Regions from separate parts of the Mus musculus genome. Here region 1 is linked to region 2. The links are chromatin contacts, called in public HiChIP or PLAC-seq maps. All regions are on one chromosome and are shown on one strand. The core of a region is the stretch at or near the end of the contact, and the rest is flanking DNA. Distances in the headings are between cores, read along the strand shown. Region 1 overlaps Mrrf (mitochondrial ribosome recycling factor). Region 2 has its middle 23 kb from the start of Ttll11.

Evidence for each region. HiChIP or PLAC-seq counts read pairs in DNA pulled down with a chosen protein or histone mark.
Region 1: a contact with region 2 is called in an H3K4me3 HiChIP or PLAC-seq map of embryonic basal ganglia, with 2.8 times the contacts expected there. The contact joins two enhancer-like sites. A contact is called at or near these places in 2 of 15 datasets of contacts at CTCF or cohesin (both in the NIH/3T3 cell line) and 3 of 115 datasets of contacts at active chromatin or transcription factors (embryonic basal ganglia, fetal liver and kidney).

What each region holds. Positions count from the first base shown.
Region 1 is chr2:36,170,467-36,174,237 of GRCm38.p6, reverse strand. All of the region lies in intron 5 of Mrrf (mitochondrial ribosome recycling factor), which reads right to left. Among named protein-coding and RNA genes, the nearest start is that of Gm46735, 20 kb to the left of the region's middle. Within about 2 kb of position 1,922, at least 12 of the 459 cell types and tissues checked have an H3K27ac peak or open chromatin away from gene starts, as enhancers often do. A contact at or near this core is called in embryonic basal ganglia, where this site is marked.
Region 2 is chr2:36,001,103-36,004,876 of GRCm38.p6, reverse strand. No RefSeq gene overlaps it. Among named protein-coding and RNA genes, the nearest start is that of Ttll11, 23 kb to the right of the region's middle. Within about 2 kb of position 2,521, at least 6 of the 459 cell types and tissues checked have an H3K27ac peak or open chromatin away from gene starts, as enhancers often do. A contact at or near this core is called in embryonic basal ganglia, where this site is marked.

The DNA of each region.
Region 1 (3,771 bases), core at 673-3,172, 170 kb before region 2:
TCCAAATATACAGCCAATTGTCATAAAATGTATAAGGGAAAGGAGGTGAGAGGAGCGCCAACAGGAAGAGGGGCAGATGCACTGGTGAATACTGAGCTTGTACTATGAGTAAACACAGAGTAGACAGTCCCATTTTATTACCATCTCTGTCACCCAGAAGACAGTCACCCATGAAAAAGCTACTTCATCCTTGAGTCTCAGTTTCCTGACATCAAAGACGATGAAAAAAAGTATCTCAGAGAGCAACTAGGAGAAGCAGATATAACAAACACAGAGCACTAAGAGACAGCAGCACACAGTAGCCTCAGATACATCAGAGTGCTATGGATGTCTTAATCAAACACATTTAATTATTTCCTCATGAAGCAACAAGGGCACATCTGTTTTAGAAAAAGAAACATACCACATTATATTATGGAAATATCCTAATCCTTTTCCAGTCCAATGATTAATATACATCTGATCATCTGCAGCTCACATTCATGGGACTCTGGGAGTGTACTCGTGTTTGTATTCCAGGCGTCTGAGTGGCCACTCTAAACTGATGCACATTTATTTCTCAAGCAACGGCTGAGCCCCCTACGCTTCATGCTCCATCCTGTGCTGGCTGATACACACTGCAGAAGAAGCATGCCTGCTCCTTTCCCAGAGACTGAAGAAAGGCAATATGACAAGAATGGAGAAAGCGGGAGGCAAAGACTATCCAAAGTGAGGAGTCTGGAAGGGCTGACAGGTGAGAGACCTTCAGTGTCCTACTGGGCCAGATGTTATTTAGCCTTCAAGATGATTGTTATTCTGACACATATACACACACAGACAAACCTAAGTGAAACAAGGCAACTCAAATGGACACACATTGTAGGACTCCATCTACATAACGTTTCTAAAGCAGCCAGAGGCAGAGGCAGGAAGCAGAATTGCTCCCGGGACTCTGTGTGTGTGTGTGTGTGTGTGTGTGTGTGTGTGTGTATACATCTTTGACATGTACAGCTTCAGATTTACAAGATGAAAAGCTCAGACACTTAAAATGACAAGTATTTTTAAAAAACTAATGGTATTTTATCACAATTTTGGTTTTGTTTTGAGACAGGGTTTTTCTGTGTAGCCCTGACCGTCCTAGACCTTGATCTGTAGACCAGGCTGGCTTCAAACTCAGAAGTCTGCCTGCCTCTGCTGCTGAGTGCTGGGATTAAAGGCTTGTACAACCACAGCCCAGCTCACCATTTGTTTTTAAAGGAGAGAAGCCCTAGCAGACTGTTCTACAAACAACATGAAATACCATAAAAGAGGCACAGGAGGCAAAGGAAACCCAACCAGACCTGTATTTTGTATAGACAATAATGTGCATACCATATCTAAGGAGAGGGGAAGCTGGGGACCCACCCTGCAGTGCAGCAGCTTCTTGGCTGGGTGATGAAGACAGCAGCCTTTTCCGCTAGGGTCACAGAGCCTCCCAGCACCGAGGCAGGGGTTTTGGCTGAGCTGGCAGGGTCATACTTTGTTTGTTCAAACTCCACCAGGCAGGTCTTCCAGTAACATCCTGGATGGGGGCCTTCCTGAAAAATTCCTTGAGTATGTTCCCATGAACAATAAGCAGAGGGCATGCCCCGCTGGTAACCAACACAGAGAAACCCAGTGGCTGAAATGATACTTCCCATTGTTTCTACCAAATGGGACACATGTACGAAGTTATTCAGGGAAATCCCTGTTGAGTTGGGTCATTACAGCAAAACCCACTTAAGATGTTTTTGGTCACTTCCAAGGTGGCATTAAACACAGAAAGATGTGCTTTTAAGCCTTGAAGTGGAACTCAAGAGTTCTGCCACTTGTCGGCTTCAGAACTTTGAATACGATACTCAACCTCTCCAAACTCAGTTTCCTCATGCTTAGGAGTAGAGTGTGGCTATTACTAAGAGGAGTATGCAGGGATTAGTGAAATGACGGGTGGCAAGGGCTTGGCATACTGCCAGCACATATGCACTGCAGGAGTGCTACACAGGGCGGCTGCACTAATTATTCTAACCACAGAATCTCCAAGGCTCAGGGACAATAGGATATGAGTGGTGAGAGAGAAAACAGTTGAAAAAGGTTTGGTTCCTTAAAGCTTTGGCCATGGAGTATATGGAGAGCGGCAAAGGATAGGGAGGACAGAGGACCAAGCCGGTGGCACAGCCTGGAAACTCTATTACCTGGGAGGCTAAGGCGAAAAGACTGCCAAGCTCAAGGCTTTCCTGGACTACAAAATGAGTTCAAGGCCTGTCTGGCAACTTTATAAGACCCTGTCTCAAAACGTAGAAAAAGGGCTGGGGCATGTCTCAATGGAGGGGCACTAGCCCTAGCATGGGAAGGTTCAATACTCAGTATTACCAAGAAAAGAAAAGAAAAAAAAAAAAACACCAGGAGAGGGAGGCAGCAGGTGATAGGGCTGCAGAGACCGTGACTTCTGCTCCAACAGCAGAGGTGGCACACTAAGATGGCAGCTGCATTCTAGGGAACAGCATATCAAAGCACATCTCTGACAATTCCAGAGAAAACATGTCACCCCCTCACTGGGCAGCCGGGAGACTTCCCTCCAGCAAGAGCACAGACCCACAGTCAGTAGCAGGCACATGCCCTGCTTCGTTGTTTGCTGGTACGAGCTACTCAATGATTTGGGGCTTCAAGCTCTGAAGGAAATGTTTTTGTTTGTGTAGCCCGGCCAGATTTCCTATGCTTCTAAGTACCCTACCCCACCCCTCCCATTAACCCATCTTACATCCATTAATGTCTCATAAGGACATCAGACTAAAGAGAATCATACACTTGGGAAGGATTCCTACCACCTATGCTAACAGAAAGAAAAAGGAGAGAGGTCAGGAGTCCCAACTCCCAGCTCAATGGTCTCCTTTAAGCCATTCATCTTCTCAGTCAGCTAGGAAGGACTGGAACCCAAGCCCTACACTAAGTGGTCCAAATACTTGCTGAAGCTCATACATGTACACGTACACACATACACACACACACACACACACACACACACACACACACACACACACACACAGAGAGGAGCACAGACTTGACAGACAAGTGAGACCAGAGCTCTCTAACCTCTGCTCTGAGCAACCATGACACACACTTCTCCTCTGCAGCTGTCATCTGGAGGAGCTCTTGAGGCAGGTCTCTGAAGATACTAGTGGGGTGTGAGGCCCAGAGTTTTCATGTCTAAGCTTGTCTCAGCTTCCCTGCCTGTCAAACACATCTAAGTCTACTTATTTACTGGATTATTTGGGAGAAATATGATGGTACTAAGCGATGTCCTCATGAACATTACCCACTACTACTTTCTCATCTATTAAATACAAGACTAGGGATGAGGTGGGATAACAACGCTGCCTTCTGGACATTAAGATAGCTCAGCTGGTAAGTGCACTTACTGCGGAGTCTGACAACCTGAATGTGATTCCTGGGCTCACACAGGAAGCTCATGACCTCCACACATGTGTGCTGGCATACAAAGCATGAGCAATGGTAAGTAAATGTTTTTTAAAACGTTGTCTTCCACAAAGACCAAATGGTAGATGGTGGCTAAGGAGAAGCATGTGCTAGTTTCATCTGCGTGTTGCTGGAGTCAAATATCAGCTTCAGTTTTTTGGCTTTTTTTTTTTTTTACGATTTTTTTTTTATTTAATGTATATGACTATGCTGTTGCTCTCTTAGACCCTCCAGAAGAGGGCATCGGATCCCATTACAGATGGCTGTGAGCTACCATGTGGTTGCTGGGAATTAAACACA
Region 2 (3,774 bases), core at 1,272-3,771:
TGTTTTGTTTTTTTGTTTTTTGTTTTTGTTTTTGTTTTTTAAACAGTAGCAAGGAGAGCATGCCACAGAGCACTGGGTCCAGCTAAGGCCATGCTGCAGCAGGCAGCCTCATGACCCAGGGTTGGTCCTGTACTTGGCAAGATATTGCACCGGTCCCTCCCCCTCCTGTGGATTAAAAGGGGTTAAAAGGGCCCAGGCTGCTCAGTGAGGCTGGATGCGGGAAGTTTGGACTGCGCTTTCCCCACGCTGGGCAGACATCAGGCTATGAGACTCGGTGGGACCCCGCTCCAGGGATGGGGGGTGCAGTCTGAGGTTCCCTGGGAACTGTCAGAGTTGGCTTGGGGGTCCCCGGATCTGCACGGAGGCTGGGGAGTCAGGTTCTCGGACTCTTGGGCACCCCAGATGTCACTGGATGCCTCAGAAGAGCTGAGAATGGAGTGCCTCCCATCCCCCTCCCCCCCCAGGCTGGATCTAGCCTGGGGCTGAAGCAGAAGTGGGGAGGAGAGAGCTCTGGCTGGGTCTCTTGGGGATGAGTGTCCTTGGCTCCTTTGGCGGGCTGTTTGGCTTGGTAGAGACCATGGCTGGGAACGCTAATAGGCCTCCTGCGGGAGATCAGATGCAGCTCTTTAGACGAAGCCCTGCTCCATTGCTCCCCACAGCGGATCCCGATGAGAAGAGACAGTCCATGGCTTTAAGGCATTTACTGTCATGGCAGAGAGCTGTGATGAGTAAAACCGTAGCCCAGGTTTTGGGGAGGGCCTGAGGTTAAATACCTTTTGCAGGGAGGAGTGTCTGGGAAGGGGAGTTTAATTGGCTGAGCTCTTCAGGCCTTTAGGTACCTTATTAAAATGGAGAGCTATCTTGAGGCTGTGATCAAGTCCTCTACCTATGGAGGAAGGGGCTTAGGGCGTTGCCCTTACATGACTGATGGCTACAGAATTATAGAGAGCTGAGGCCTAGTGTCAGGAGTGTGTGTCTAGGAACGAGGCAAACACCTACCATCCCTTGCAGCTGGGTCACTGGGGTTTCCAACCTAGCACAACCAGAAACCAGGCTGCCTATCACAGCCTTCCCTCCATAACTCTCCATTGCAACCCATGGAGGAACTTTCTTGTGGGGTAAAAGATACTCATGTATGACAGTGACACCCTTCTGAGAAGCCCATACCCGTGTCTTCTTCCTCTTCCTCTCCTTCTCCTTCTCCTCCTCTTCTTCCTCTTCCTCCTCCTCTCCTCCTCCTCTTTCTCCTCCTCCTTTTCTAAAGACTTGTTTATTTTATGTGTGTACACTGTAGCTGTCTTCAGACACACCAGAAGAAAGCATCAGATCCCATTACAGATGGTTGTGAGCCACCATGTGGTTACTGGGAATTGAACTCAGGACCTCTGGAAGAGCAGTCAATGCTTTTAAGGGCTGAGCCATCTCTGCAGCCCCAGTAGTTTTCTTCTTGGGCGCCTTCCCCACGGTTGGGAAGCCATTGTGCCCACACTTCCCTCAGTGGCCAGTAGGGGAGTGGCCAAATGCCCTAGGGAAAATAGGACTCCCTCCTAAGCACCTTGCTCCGAGATGACTTACCTGACAAGACATGGTTGGGATCAGGGTTAAGTCCAAGTTAGTGGCTCTGGGGCAAGGCTTTCTACCATGTGGGTTCAGGCAATTAAACTTGGGTCATGAGTCTTGGCAACAGGTACATTTACCTGCTGAGCTATCTTTGCTGGCCTCTTCTGAACTCAGCTTTAAAGGCCTTTCTGCCTTCACTTGGTCTCAGGATATTTAGTTATTTCCCTCAGGTTTAGTTGGGAAGAGAGCAAGCAGAGGGGCAGGAGAGCTAGGTGTCTCACCAACGGGGGGGGGGGCTCTCCTCCTCCTCTTCCTCCTCCTCCTCTTCCTCCTCCTCCTCTTCTTCCTCTTCCTCCTCCTCTTCCTCCTCCTCTTCTTCCTCCTCCTCTTCCTCTTCCTCTCCTCCTCCTCCTCCTCCTCCTCCTCCTCCTCCTCCTCCTCCTTTTTTATCAAGACAGGGTTTCTCTGTGTAGCCCTGGTTGTCCTGGAACTCACTCTAGACCAGGCTGGCTTCAAACTCAGACATCTGCTTGCCTCTGCTTCCCAAGTGCTGGGATTAAAGGCATGTGCCACCACTGCCCAGCAAGAGGGGACCTCTTGCACACACCCCTAGATCAATGCAAATCCTTCTAAGAAAGCCTCTTGGCTCCACTAGCACCCTCCCATACCCACCACTGCAATTCCCTGTCCTCTTACCCCCAACCCCACCTACCCTTGCAATCTCATGGTCCCCCTACCCCTATAGTCCCCTAGACTCTCCCCCCACCAACCTACCTTTGCAATCCCCTGGCCTCTCCCCATACTTATTCCTGCAATCCCCTGGCCTCCCCCCTTACCCACCCCTGCAATCCCCCAGCCTCTCAAGAAGCTGGAGGAACAATTGCTAATCAGCTTCTGAGAGCGCTGGGGATGAATGGAGGCGAAGACAACGAGCCTCAATTACTGGCAGCTGGTCTGCTCTGGCTGCCCAGCCTCAGCGCCTCTCCTGGTACCCCTTCCTCTCCTCAGTTCTTCCTCTGCTGGTTTCTTCATGTCCTAATGGAGCACCAGCCCACGTCCTGATCCTGCACCTTACTCCTCTCCTCGTGGTAAGCCCCTAAACCCTAGCTAAGTCCCAGTCTCACCTCTGAGGTGCCACGCGCCTCACATTTCCTACTACCTGACCAGCTCCCACCCGTCTTCCAAAGTCCAGCTTCCGAATTCACCTCCTTCATGACGTCCTCCAGGCCTTTGATCTCCTCAAAGGCACTGTCCCTGCAAGGGGCTCCTGTGGTGTACACTGGTACATCCACCACACGGTATGGATGCGCCATGAGGGCAGATGCTGGGGCAGCTTGGTGTGAAGATTACGGGCTGCCACCTGGAGTGTTTTGCTCGCTTCTCTGACTCATCACTCAGTAAATGGCTTTCTTGGCTATTTCTCTTCCTGCTTTTGTCCAGCTGATCCCTACCCACAGTCTAAGTAACCCCAGTGCTCTGGTCTTCCCTCCACACTAAAGAATGAGTTACTTACTGCCCCTAGGGCAGCAGTTCTGGCTGTGTGTCCACTGCTGTCACCTCAGCACGTAAGAGATGTTGAGGTTTGCTCTGTTGCTATGGATTGTAATGCTAAGTACAAGGCCTGATTGCCCCAGAGACGAGAGTCCGAATGTAGACCCAAGTGATGATATGTGACCTTGCCTCCAGGTTACTTCTGATTGTTAAATAGAGATGCCTACAGATTATATCTGGGCAGAATTAAGGTTGGTGGTGCTTGGTGTTCCCAGCCTGGGTGTGTGTGTGTGTGTGTGTGTGTGTGTGTGTGGAGGATACCATAAGGGGAGGGAGAAGGTGAAGGAGAAAGAGAAAGATGTCAAGGGTTAGGAGTCAAGAAAGCATGGCCCCGAGGGCTAGCCAATTGGAGTTAAGAGCAGTCCAGATAAAACATAGTAATAACTCAGGGTTATCCATAGGGAATAGATTTTAAAACATAGAGGGTAGATATCTGCCTAGCTGTAGTGCTGATTAAGGCTTATTATAAATATAAGGGCTGTGTGCGTCTCTTATCCAGGAACTATATGGTCAAAGGCAGGGTTGAAGCCCTGAATTAGGATTAAATATTTTCTACAACAGAGAGATGGATGGATGGATGGATGAATGGATGGATGGATGGATGGATGGATGAACATTTATCTTAAAAGGGGTAGAAGTAGCTCCAATGTCAGCTGTGTGTGG